3 separate regions of the Sus scrofa genome follow, and all the other regions are linked to region 3. Evidence: chromatin contacts called from public HiChIP or PLAC-seq data. All regions are on one chromosome and are shown on one strand. Each heading gives the region's core, a stretch centred on a gene start, on an enhancer-like site or on the middle of the called end of the contact. The rest is flanking DNA. Distances are from core to core; before and after follow the strand shown.

Region 1 (3,261 bases), core at 591-3,090, 75 kb before region 3:
TGCAGCTCAGATTTGACCACTAGCCTGGAAACCTCCATATGCCACAAGTACAGGCCTAAAAAGAAATATATATATGCATTGACACAACATTGTAAGTCAACTATACTTTATTTTAAAACGTTTTAAAAAAAGAAAATGTACACAGGAGTTCCTGTTGTGGCTTAGTGGTAACAAACCCAACTAGTATCCAGAAGGAGGGCTCCATCCAGGAGGAGGGTTCCATATGCCACGGGTGTGGCCCTAAAAAAGACAAAAAAGAAAAGAAAAGAAAAGATAGAAAATGCACAGAGACAGGAAAATTCTAAGCTTGTGGACAGGGGGCTGAAAGCAGATGTTTCCTCTCTTGCTTCCTTATCCTTCCCCTGAATGTTTTTCCCGCTATGACCACCAGGTGGACTCCTGATCTGGGGGGAAAAAAAACCAAACTGGCTCAAATTTGCATGGAGAGTACCACCACTGATTTGCCTGCCCCTCATATAAGTTCCTTTGTTTATTCCATATATACTTATTTAGGAATAATGGGTTTTGGTCCAGGCAATATTCTAAGTGCTATAAATAGGGTAGCAAGAAGGGCCCCTTTTCGGGAGTTCCCATCATGGCACAGTGGTTAACAAATCCGACTAGGAACCATGAGGTTGCGGGTTCGGTCCCTGCCCTTACTCAGTGGGTTGACGATCCAGCGTTGCCGTGAGCTGTGGTGTAGGTTGCAGACGCGGCTCGGATCCCGCGTTGCTGTGGCTCTGGTGTAGGCCGGTGGCTGCAGCTCCGATTCAACCCCTAGCCTGGGAACCTCCATATGCCCCGGGAGCGGCCCAAGAGATAGCAAAAAGACAAAAAAAAAAAAAAAAAAAAAAAAAAGAAGGGCCCTTTTCTTCATCAGAGCTCACATTCCAGTAGGGCAGACTGATGGTAAATTTCCCAATGGACCTTGACCTCTGGGAAGGCACATTTGTCTTCTTGGAGCCTAGTACAAGGCCTGGCATGCGGAAGTAGTTAATAAAAATTGGTTTGATGAATGATTCAGGCATCAACCTGGAGGTTTAAAAAAAATTAAATCTCAAAGATGTAAAAGGAGACAGCCTAGGAGTTTCCATTGTGGCTCTATAGTAAGGAACCTGACTAGTATCCATGAGGACTTGGGTTCGATCCCTGGCCTCCCTCAGTGGGTTACAGATCTAGCAGTGCTGTGAGCTGTGGTGTAGGTCACAGACCCGGCTCTGATCTGGCCTTGCTGTGGCTGTGGTGTAGGCCGGTCTGGGAACTTCCATATGCCTCAGATGCAGCCCTAAAAAGACAAAAAAGAATTTTTTTTAATTAAAAAAAAAAAGGAGACAGCCTAAAGTATATGATTAAGACATCATGCATCCAGATCAAGTTAAGATTCCATGGGGATAGGATAGAGAACTTAGAAGTGGGTGTTCCGTGGATCCCAGGTGCCCCATGCTTGAACTTAATAGATAAGATTTATGGAGCAATTGTGGTAAGCTTTTCCATTTACAAGGTTTGCACGTATAATAGCATTTAATCCTCACATGAAGTTTGCAAAATAACCTATTATTACCTTCAATTTACTGTGGAGGGAATTCAAGCACAGAGTCAACCTAGGGCTCACACCATTGCTCATTGGGGGAACTGGTTCTGACTTCAGCCTCTCTTCACAATACCCAGGCTGCGTCTCACTACAACCTGGCCATTCAGGGAAGGGAAATGTAGAGACGTGTCACTGCTACTAAATACCCCAAATCCTCTTCATCCAGTCCCTCACCCCTCAGATGCTGCCCTTTGGGGCAAAGGGCACAGGGGAGGGGGCCTTACTAGATTAATTATTAACACTTTGCACCTCAGAGCACCACAGTCTTCTCTCCTCTCCTGAAGGCGGAGGGACAAGGACTAGCCAGGGGCTGGCAAGGGCAGTGGTCCCTGAAGCAGCCATGGGGGTCACCTCACTGTCTCGGCGGGTCCCTCGGTGCTGGAGGCGCAGTGCAATCCCTCTCATTATCTTCACGCTACTGCTTCTTTATCTCTGGGCTCAGAGCCTTCGTGAGTGGCCCCTTCCCTCACCTGCTCCAGGAGGAATCCGGGACTCCAGGCCCTCAGAACCTAAGGCCCTCACTGCTCTGTCTCACCTCCTCCAGGCGCCCTCTCAGGCTGCCGATCCGGGACCCAGTCCTGCATTGCCAAAGGACTGCCACCTTTCCAGGTACTCTCTGGGCAGGGCTGGGACTAGGAGTTCCAGGTAGGACCCTGAGCAGGGAAAGTGGACCAGGCCGAGGATCTGATGAAAGGTGGATCCTCCTTCTCTCCCGTCTCCAATTAGAAGCTGAGAGTTACAGCAGGAGGGACACTGGCTAGACCTTAGCAATAATTTCTTCAGAGCCCAAATGCGAGGCGTGGTGAACCCTGCAAGCTAGGGGCTCTGCACTCCCCCCCACCCCCACCCCCCACCTCATATCTAACCCCCAGGCCCAGCAACAGTCAGGATCCCTGGAGGGACTGGAACGGGAAGAGCCTCAGTGTCTGAGCCCCCACGGGATGCTGGGCCGCATAATGAGGCCGTTCCGCGCCAGTCTGAACCCCAAAGGGGATGTGGAGTTGTCGCAGTACCTGGCAGGGTGGAGAGAGCTAGTCAGGTGAGTGCTCGTTGTCTCCCTACCCCATCCAGACCCCGCCTCTTTTTGAACCATCGCCCTCTCTCAAACCTTCCCACCATCGAACACATACAGGTTCCTAACTCCCCTCGGCTCCATCTTCTCTTTCGCCACAAGCGAGGCCTTCGCCAAAGTGACAGTCCTCGAGGCTCTGGTGCACGGTCCAGAGGCCGCTCACTACACGTCGCTGGCGACCATGGTGGCGTGGGAGAGGCCCGGGGTAGCCCCTCGGCACTCGACCCGGAACCCGGGTTCACTAACCATGCTCTTGCTGCACCGTGCGCTACGTTGGTCCCAGCTCTGCCTCCACCGGGTGGCAACCGGGCCGCCCGGAGGCCCGGACGCCGGCGCCCAGTGCAGCGACGCCTACAGCACGGCCCTGGCCCCGCACCACCCCTGGCTGGTCCGTCAGGCCGCCCACCTCGCATTCCTCGCCTTCCCGGGTCGCGGCCGCTTGCTCGAGCTGGCGTGTCCGGGGGTCAAAGAGGCAGAGGCGCGGGCTGCGCTGGCCCAGGCCGCGGGCACTCTGGAGGACGTCTACAACCGTACCCAGGGCTTGTTGGCCGAGCGCCGCCTGCTCCAGCTGGCCTGATGCCTGCTGGCAGGACGAAGG
Region 2 (3,267 bases), core at 168-2,667, 97 kb before region 3:
TACTTTTGTTTTAGAGAGGAGTTTACGGGATATTACGGGAACTGTTTTGATCTACATGTTTGGTGTCATAAGTCTTCTTTTTTTTGGCCATGCCCATGGCATGGGGAAGTTCCCAGGCCAAGGGCTGAAACCACGCCACAGCTACAGCCTGACCCACAGTAGTGACAATGCCAGATCCTTAACCCCAAGTTACCAGGGAAGTCCTATTAGTCATCTTATTTTATGCTTTCTGTTTCTTAGGCTCCCTTTATGCTTTATGTTCTGCTAGATGGATTACCTTTGCTTTTATCTTCTCTAGAACTGTGGAAGGCATATATTCTACTTTTAAATTTCCCTACTGCTTCCCCCTTAATATTTTCAAAGGTATTCTTTCTTTCTTTCTTTCTTTCTTTCTTTTTTTTTTTTGTCTTTTTAGGGCTGCACCCACAGCATATGGAGGTTTCCAGGCTAGGGGTCGAATCAGAGCTGTAGCTGCCAGCCTGCACCACAGCCATAGCAATGCGGGATCCCTAACCTGCTGAGCCAGGGATCGAACCTGAATCCTCATGGATACTAGTCAGGTTCGTTAACCACTGAGCCACGATGGGAATGCCTCAAAAGTATTCTTAACTTGTATTTCTTGACTTGAAGTCAAGAAGAAAATCAGAGTTCCTGCTGTGGTGTGATAGGACTGGCGGTGTCTCTGCAGCGCTGGGATGCAGGTTCAATCCCCGGGGCTGGCACAGCGGGTTAAGGATCCGGCATTGTCGAAGTTGGGAACGCCATATGCCCGTGGGTGGCCAAAAAAGAAAAAAGGAGTAAACTAACACACTGTGAGTCCCCCCAGTGCAATCAAGAAATTAAGCATATCTCTTTCTTCCTCTGATAATGCTGATAAAATTGGGAGTTACAGATGGAGGTTATTATTATTGTTCTAATCTTGCTCTGTGGTTGGGAGGGAGATTTATCTGCTTGTTAAGGGTTTAACTGTTTATCTTCCCCAAAATCATAGGCTGAAGTCTTAACCTTCCGAGCCACAGAACGTGACTGTCATTGCAGACAGGATCTTTAAAGAGGTAATTAAGTCAAAAAGAGGTCATTACACGGGACTCTAATCTAATATGACCAATGTCCTTATAAAAAGAGGACTCTGACACAGCCATCGAGAAGAAAGATCATGTGTTGACACAGGGAGATGGCCACCATATCTACAAGCCGAAGAAAGGGGCCTCAGAAGAGGCCAATCCTATACCTTGATCTCAGACCTCCAGCCTCCAGAACTGTGGGAAATAAATACCGCTAAGTCACCCCGTCCACCGTCCACCGCACTTGGTGATGGCAGCCGTGGCAAATGAACACATGGCCCAGGTTAGCTCAAGGGAAAGGGGGACCACGGAAAAGCCCCCTCTCATGGGCCCACAGAATGTCTCTAACGACCCTCTGGAGACCCATGGAGGGGACCTCCGGAGGGGACAGAGCACCACGTGTTCCCAGCTGGGCTGCCCCATCGCTTCCTTGACGCGGATGTGGTGACTGATGCCTCTTAGTGACACTGACCAGGAAGTGACCCTCCCCTGCTCAGGAGCCCGCCTTGCTAGCCTCCCGTTACAAGGAGCTAAGCAATGTTCACAGCCACAGTTAGATCATCTTCCCCTGGAGAGAGAGACCCCAGGCGTGGCGCACCTGCTCCAGCGACCTTGTCCTTGCGCCGCACCCAGGACTGGGTCTCGCTGGCAGAGGGTTCACGGACGGCTCTTCCTTCCCAGCTCGCCGCCTCTTCCCCCCTCCTCCCTAATCCCTGCAGAGCTGAGGCCTTTTCTCAGGAAACGCCACCTCTTCCTGCTTACAGAATCTATTCCCCAAAACTTCCGGGGTCGTGTAAACATGAGAGCAGCATGCATTTTTTGCTGGCATCTCTGTGTCTACTCAGCACAAACATATAGCGGAGGGCGAAGCAGGGGCAGCAGGCTTGGGCTCTGGGGCTTTCGGCTCTGAGAAGGAAGGGAAATACTGAAGGGCTATATTTGCAGGGTGTCTACTGCAAAATATGGATTCAAACACTCTTCACCATCTGAGGAATATTTCCCTTCTAAAAAGTCTCTGGTTGTCAGTTGAAGCTTTTTTTGTTTTGTTGTGTTTTCTTAGGGCCCCAGGCTAGGGGGTCAAATTAGAGCTGCAGCTACCGGCCTACACCACAGCCACAGCAACCCTTTACCCACTGAGTGAGGCCGGGGATCAAACCCACATCTTCATGGATCCTAGTCAGGTCCATTAATCGCAGAGCCACGCTGGGAACTCCCGAACTTTTTTTTTTTTGTCTTACCTATGGCACGCACACAGAAGTTCCAGGAATCAAACTTGTGCCACAGCAGTGACCCAAGCTGCTGCAGTGACAACACTGGATGCTTTACCCTCTGCACCACGAGAAACTCCAACACTGCGTAGATTTTGAGTGTACAACATAATGATTTGATATACACATGTACGTGTTGCAAAATGATTACAACTGGAAGTTAACACCCATCACCTCACATCCTTGATTTAAAATGTTTTTCGGGGGAGTTCCCATTGTGGCGCAGCGGAAACAAACCTCACTGGTATCCATGAGGATGCGGGTTCAATCCCTGGCCTTGTTCAGTGGGTTAAGGATCCGGCGTTGCCGCCAGCTGTGGTGTAGGTTGCAGGTGCAGCTTGGATCCTGTGTTGCTATGGCTGTGGTGCAGGCCAGAGGCTGTAGCTCCAATGTGATTCCCTAGCCTGGGAAGCTCCATATGCCAAGGGTATGGCCCTAAAAAGCAAAAAAAAAAAAAAAAAAAGGTCTTATTTTTAGAGCTGTTTTAGGGTCACAGAGCAGCAAAAGCGAACAGAAAGTACAGGAAGTCCCATGTCCCCACTGCCCCACGCATGCGGGGTCTCCCCCACTATCGACAGGCCCCCACAGAGGGGTACACTGGTTACAATGCCTACACTGACGTATCCTAACTACCCAAAGTCCACAGTCTACACAGGGTTCACTCTTGGTGTTGTACCATCTATGGGTTTTGACAAACATATAATGACACGAATCCATCATTACAGAATCATGCAGAAAACTTCACTGTCCTAAAAACCCCGAGCTCTGCCTGCTCTCCCCTCCCTGTCCCTGAACCTCTGTCAACCCACTGACCTTTTTACTGTCTCCAGAGTTTTGCCTTTTCCAGAAGGTCATATAGCTGGGGTTTTTTTGGTGGGGGGCGGGGGGAGCGGGCGGCAAATCCAGGGCATGCAAAAGCTCCCAGGCCAGGCATC
Region 3 (3,501 bases), core at 719-3,218:
GGGGCCAGCCTACAGCACAGCCACAACGCCAAATCCGAGCTGCGTCTTCGACCTACACCACAGCTTACGGCCATGCCGGGTCCTTAACCCACTGACTGAGGGCAGGGATTGAACCTGCAACCTCGTGGTTACTAGTCGTATTCGTTTCCACTGCACCACAATGGGAACTCCGGGAAACAGCGTCCTTGGACTCCCCTGACGTGCCGGCAGCAGGGCTGGAGCCAGCGCTCAGGCTTTTGAGGCTGCCTCTTTCCCCACAGAGGTGGCATTTCCTTGACCACAGTTGTGGCCCCAGCCTGCCAGCCCAGCCCTTTCACGTGGTCTGACCTCAGTCACACTTGATGGGGGAGGCGGCCACACCAGAGAAATGCGGGGCAGGTGCTGCCCCAGAGCCGGCAGCCCCCGACACGCCTGGCTTCTCCCGCCTGCAGACGCAGGGCTCGGACTTTGCACAGTCTCCTCTGCATCTCAGGGGTCTGGGTTTCCTGGGTCACGAGGACCACCTGCCTGCCTCTTACCCTTCTCCCCTGTAAGCTTTGGGACGCAGGCACCCCCCAACCCCCCCCGCATTTCTTGCCTAGTTGTTGCCATGGAAATAGCTCTGTGTTCCGCCGCTTCTCTGGGCTGGGGGTCTTGCAGGACTGCTGAAGCTAAAAACAATCCATGGGCTGGCAATACCCCCATCTGCTCCTCCCCAGGAAGCCCTGGACCTTGCTTTCCCAGCCTGGGGTGGCTCCTACCAGGAATTCCAGAGGGATGAGGGGGCAGAGGGAGAATGGCAAGGGCCTGCTCTGGAAGAAGTTTCTTCCCATCAGCTCTGGCCATGGGGCAGCGGCCTCTGTGCGTCTCTGAGTTCCCTCCATTCTCCGCTCTGTCTTGAATCTTTCCTGTGGACAGTAATAGAGAGCCTCGGGTCGGGCGGTGATCCTGGGAAAGGCCTCCTGTCCTGAGAGGTGGGTCCGGGAGCACCTGGGCTGTTGTCTTGGGTAGAAGGTGCTGGAGAAGCAAAGGCCGTCCTCCTCAGCGAGGATGGAGAGATGTCTGCCCCCCAGCTGCAGGCCGGCTAAGCCAGAGAGGCTGGAGCAGGGCTCAGGGGTCCCTCACTCGTCCCCCTTGAGTGATGAGGGCAGGAGCCCCTCATCCTTATCTGGCTTAGTCCTTGGGTCCAGGCGCGCTGGTTTTCCTATAGGCCTCTGTCCACCCCGTGAGCGGCCCGTAAATTGAGGCGTCTGGCCACCGTGAGGGGCACTTTCTGAGACCGAAAACAGCCGCAAGCTGTGGCCTCTCTCAGAATCAAGCCCTTCCCGAGCATGGACCCAAGCCCCCCCGCCTGGCTCTCTGTCCTGCAGGGTCGGCATGTCAAGACCGGGCAGCTGGCTGCCATCAAGGTCATGGATGTCACGGAGGTAGGGAGCAGCACGGGGCAGAGGGAGGGTCGGAGCCTTGAGGAGAGGGGAGGCGGGGGCCTCTCAGGGCTCACTCCTCTCCTTCCCGTAGGATGAGGAGGAAGAGATCAAGCAGGAGATCAACATGCTGAAAAAATACTCTCACCACCGCAACATCGCCACCTACTACGGGGCCTTCATCAAGAAGAGCCCCCCTGGGAACGACGACCAGCTCTGGGTGAGACGCGCGCTCTGGTCTGTCCCCGCGCCCCCAACTTGGTCTGGCCACTCTGCCCACCTTTGTGCCCAGCACCTGGGAAGGCAACGGATCAAAGCGTTTGTGGGTGGCGGCAAGACTCGCCTCCTCCAGGCAGTGCGAGGCCTTTCTGGAGGATTCCTCAGCCACAGCTTGCTCCAGCTCTCCTGGGCCTCCCCCACATTCCCTCCTGGCCCAGAACATTCCTAAGAGTCATCACCCTCCCCAGCCTGCATGCTGGTGCCAGCCAACTCCCCAGCCTCACCCTTTTCGGATGCTCAGCCAGGCCCTGGAGGAGAGGGCAGTGGGGGCACAGCACTGGCTGGGGGGTTGGCGCTCAGGCCAGGTCCCCCCTCCAGCAGTTGCCAGACAAGTAGCCTTTGAGCACTTTCTGTGTACCCTGCACAGATCGTCATGAGTTGTGGTCCCTGCCTCCCAGCCACTTCATTTTTTGGGGAACACACACGCACACACACACCCAAAAAGAAAGAAAGGAGAGGAACAGGTCTGGTAGGTTTACCTGCCGGCTCTGTGTAGTGGGAGATCCTTGAGGACTCGAGGCTGAGCGCTGGTGCCCGGGCGCCCCCTTGTGGATCCAATGGGCACTGTTCTCCCCTCCTCCCACTGTGCTCTGCTGTGGGAGCGGGAGGCCCAGATGCAGGGTGAATGCAAATTACCTCTGTTATGCATGTAAATGTACAGATCCTGGCCAGCCTTTTTGTGTCAGAGAAATATTGGACAGGGATACTGACTCCACACCCCGAGGACTTGTTTGGCCTCTGCCTCTGCATCCCTAGAGGTGCTGGCTGGCCAGGGCCTCTTCTCAGCTCCCTGCCTTGGCCCTGCCTGTTTGCAGGGTTCCACGGACGTCTTTCAGGTTCTCTCCTGCAGCTCTCTGGTAGCCCCTTGCGCTGTTGTTGTCTCTAGCAGACCCGGGACGTGCTGATTCTTAGCCCCTTTCTTGTCTCTCCGTCAGGGATTGGCCAGCTTTTTCTGTGAAGGGCCAGATGTACATATTTGAGGCTCCGTGGATCATAAAGTTTCCGACAGCTACCCATCTCAGCCATAGACAAGGCACACATCCCCAAAGATCTTTATTCAGGACACAAAGATTTGAATTTCATGTGACTCTTTCTTGATTTTTTTTTTTTTTTTTTTGCTTTTTAGGGTCACACCTGCGGCATATGGAGGTTCCCAGGCTAGGGGTCCAATCGGAGCTGTAGCTGCCAGCCTATTCCAGAGCCACAGCAACGTGGGATCTGAGCCGCATCTGCAACCTACACCACAGCTCAAAGCAATGCCGGATCCTTAACCCACTGAGCAAACCCGCAACCTCATGGTTCCTAGTCGGATTCGTTAACCACTGAGCCACGAGGGGAACTCCTTGAGCCACGACGGGAACTCCTAACAAACAGAAGTTCACTTTATTTTTTTGTTTGTTTGTTTTTTTAGGGTTGTACCTGTGGGATGGATATGGAGGTTCTCAGGCTAAGGATCTAATTGAAGTTGTTGCTTCTGGCCTATGCCAGAGACGCAGCAACGCCAGTTTCTTAACCCACCGAGCGAAGTCAGGGATGGAACCCTCAACCTATGGTTCCTAGTCGGATTCGTTTCCGCTGTGCAACAGCGAGAACTCCGCAACTATTTTAAAAAATTTTTTTCTTTTTTGTCTTTTGTCTTTTTAGCGCCATACCACAGCATATGGAGGTTCCCAGGCTAGGGGTCAAATCAGAGCTGTAGCTGCTGGCCTACACCACAGCCACAGCAACACAGGATCCGAGCTGCATCTGCGACCTACACAGACCTACACAGCTCATGGCAATGCTGCATCCTTAACCCACAGAGGGAGGACAGGGATCG

What was found. HiChIP or PLAC-seq counts read pairs in DNA pulled down with a chosen protein or histone mark.
Region 1: a contact with region 3 is called in an H3K27ac HiChIP or PLAC-seq map of alveolar macrophages. The contact joins the promoter of GLTPD2 here to the enhancer-like site in region 3. A contact is called at or near these places in 3 of 5 promoter capture datasets (fetal liver, liver and skeletal muscle), 26 of 47 Hi-C or Micro-C datasets (alveolar macrophages, blood, brain and 13 more) and 2 of 2 datasets of contacts at active chromatin or transcription factors (alveolar macrophages and skeletal muscle).
Region 2: a contact with region 3 is called in an H3K27ac HiChIP or PLAC-seq map of alveolar macrophages. The contact joins two enhancer-like sites. A contact is called at or near these places in 2 of 47 Hi-C or Micro-C datasets (liver and skeletal muscle) and 1 of 2 datasets of contacts at active chromatin or transcription factors (alveolar macrophages).

The regions. Positions count from the first base shown.
Region 1 is chr12:52,104,713-52,107,973 of Sscrofa11.1, reverse strand. GLTPD2 (glycolipid transfer protein domain-containing protein 2) reads left to right here and starts at 1,840. Exons shown (of 4, transcript XM_003131910.6): 1 at 1,840-2,040; 2 at 2,136-2,200; 3 at 2,464-2,630; 4 at 2,724-3,261. The coding sequence starts at 1,932. The coding sequence ends at 3,240.
Region 2 is chr12:52,126,036-52,129,302 of Sscrofa11.1, reverse strand. No RefSeq gene overlaps it. Among named protein-coding and RNA genes, the nearest start is that of TM4SF5, 9.7 kb to the right of the region's middle. Within about 2 kb of position 1,417, at least 9 of the 83 cell types and tissues checked have an H3K27ac peak or open chromatin away from gene starts, as enhancers often do. A contact at or near this core is called in alveolar macrophages, where this site is marked.
Region 3 is chr12:52,029,163-52,032,663 of Sscrofa11.1, reverse strand. MINK1 (misshapen-like kinase 1) reads left to right here. Exons shown (of 32, transcript XM_021067776.1): 3 at 1,350-1,406; 4 at 1,498-1,623. Among named protein-coding and RNA genes, the nearest start is that of CHRNE, 31 kb to the right of the region's middle. Within about 2 kb of position 1,968, at least 20 of the 83 cell types and tissues checked have an H3K27ac peak or open chromatin away from gene starts, as enhancers often do. A contact at or near this core is called in alveolar macrophages and omental adipose tissue, where this site is marked.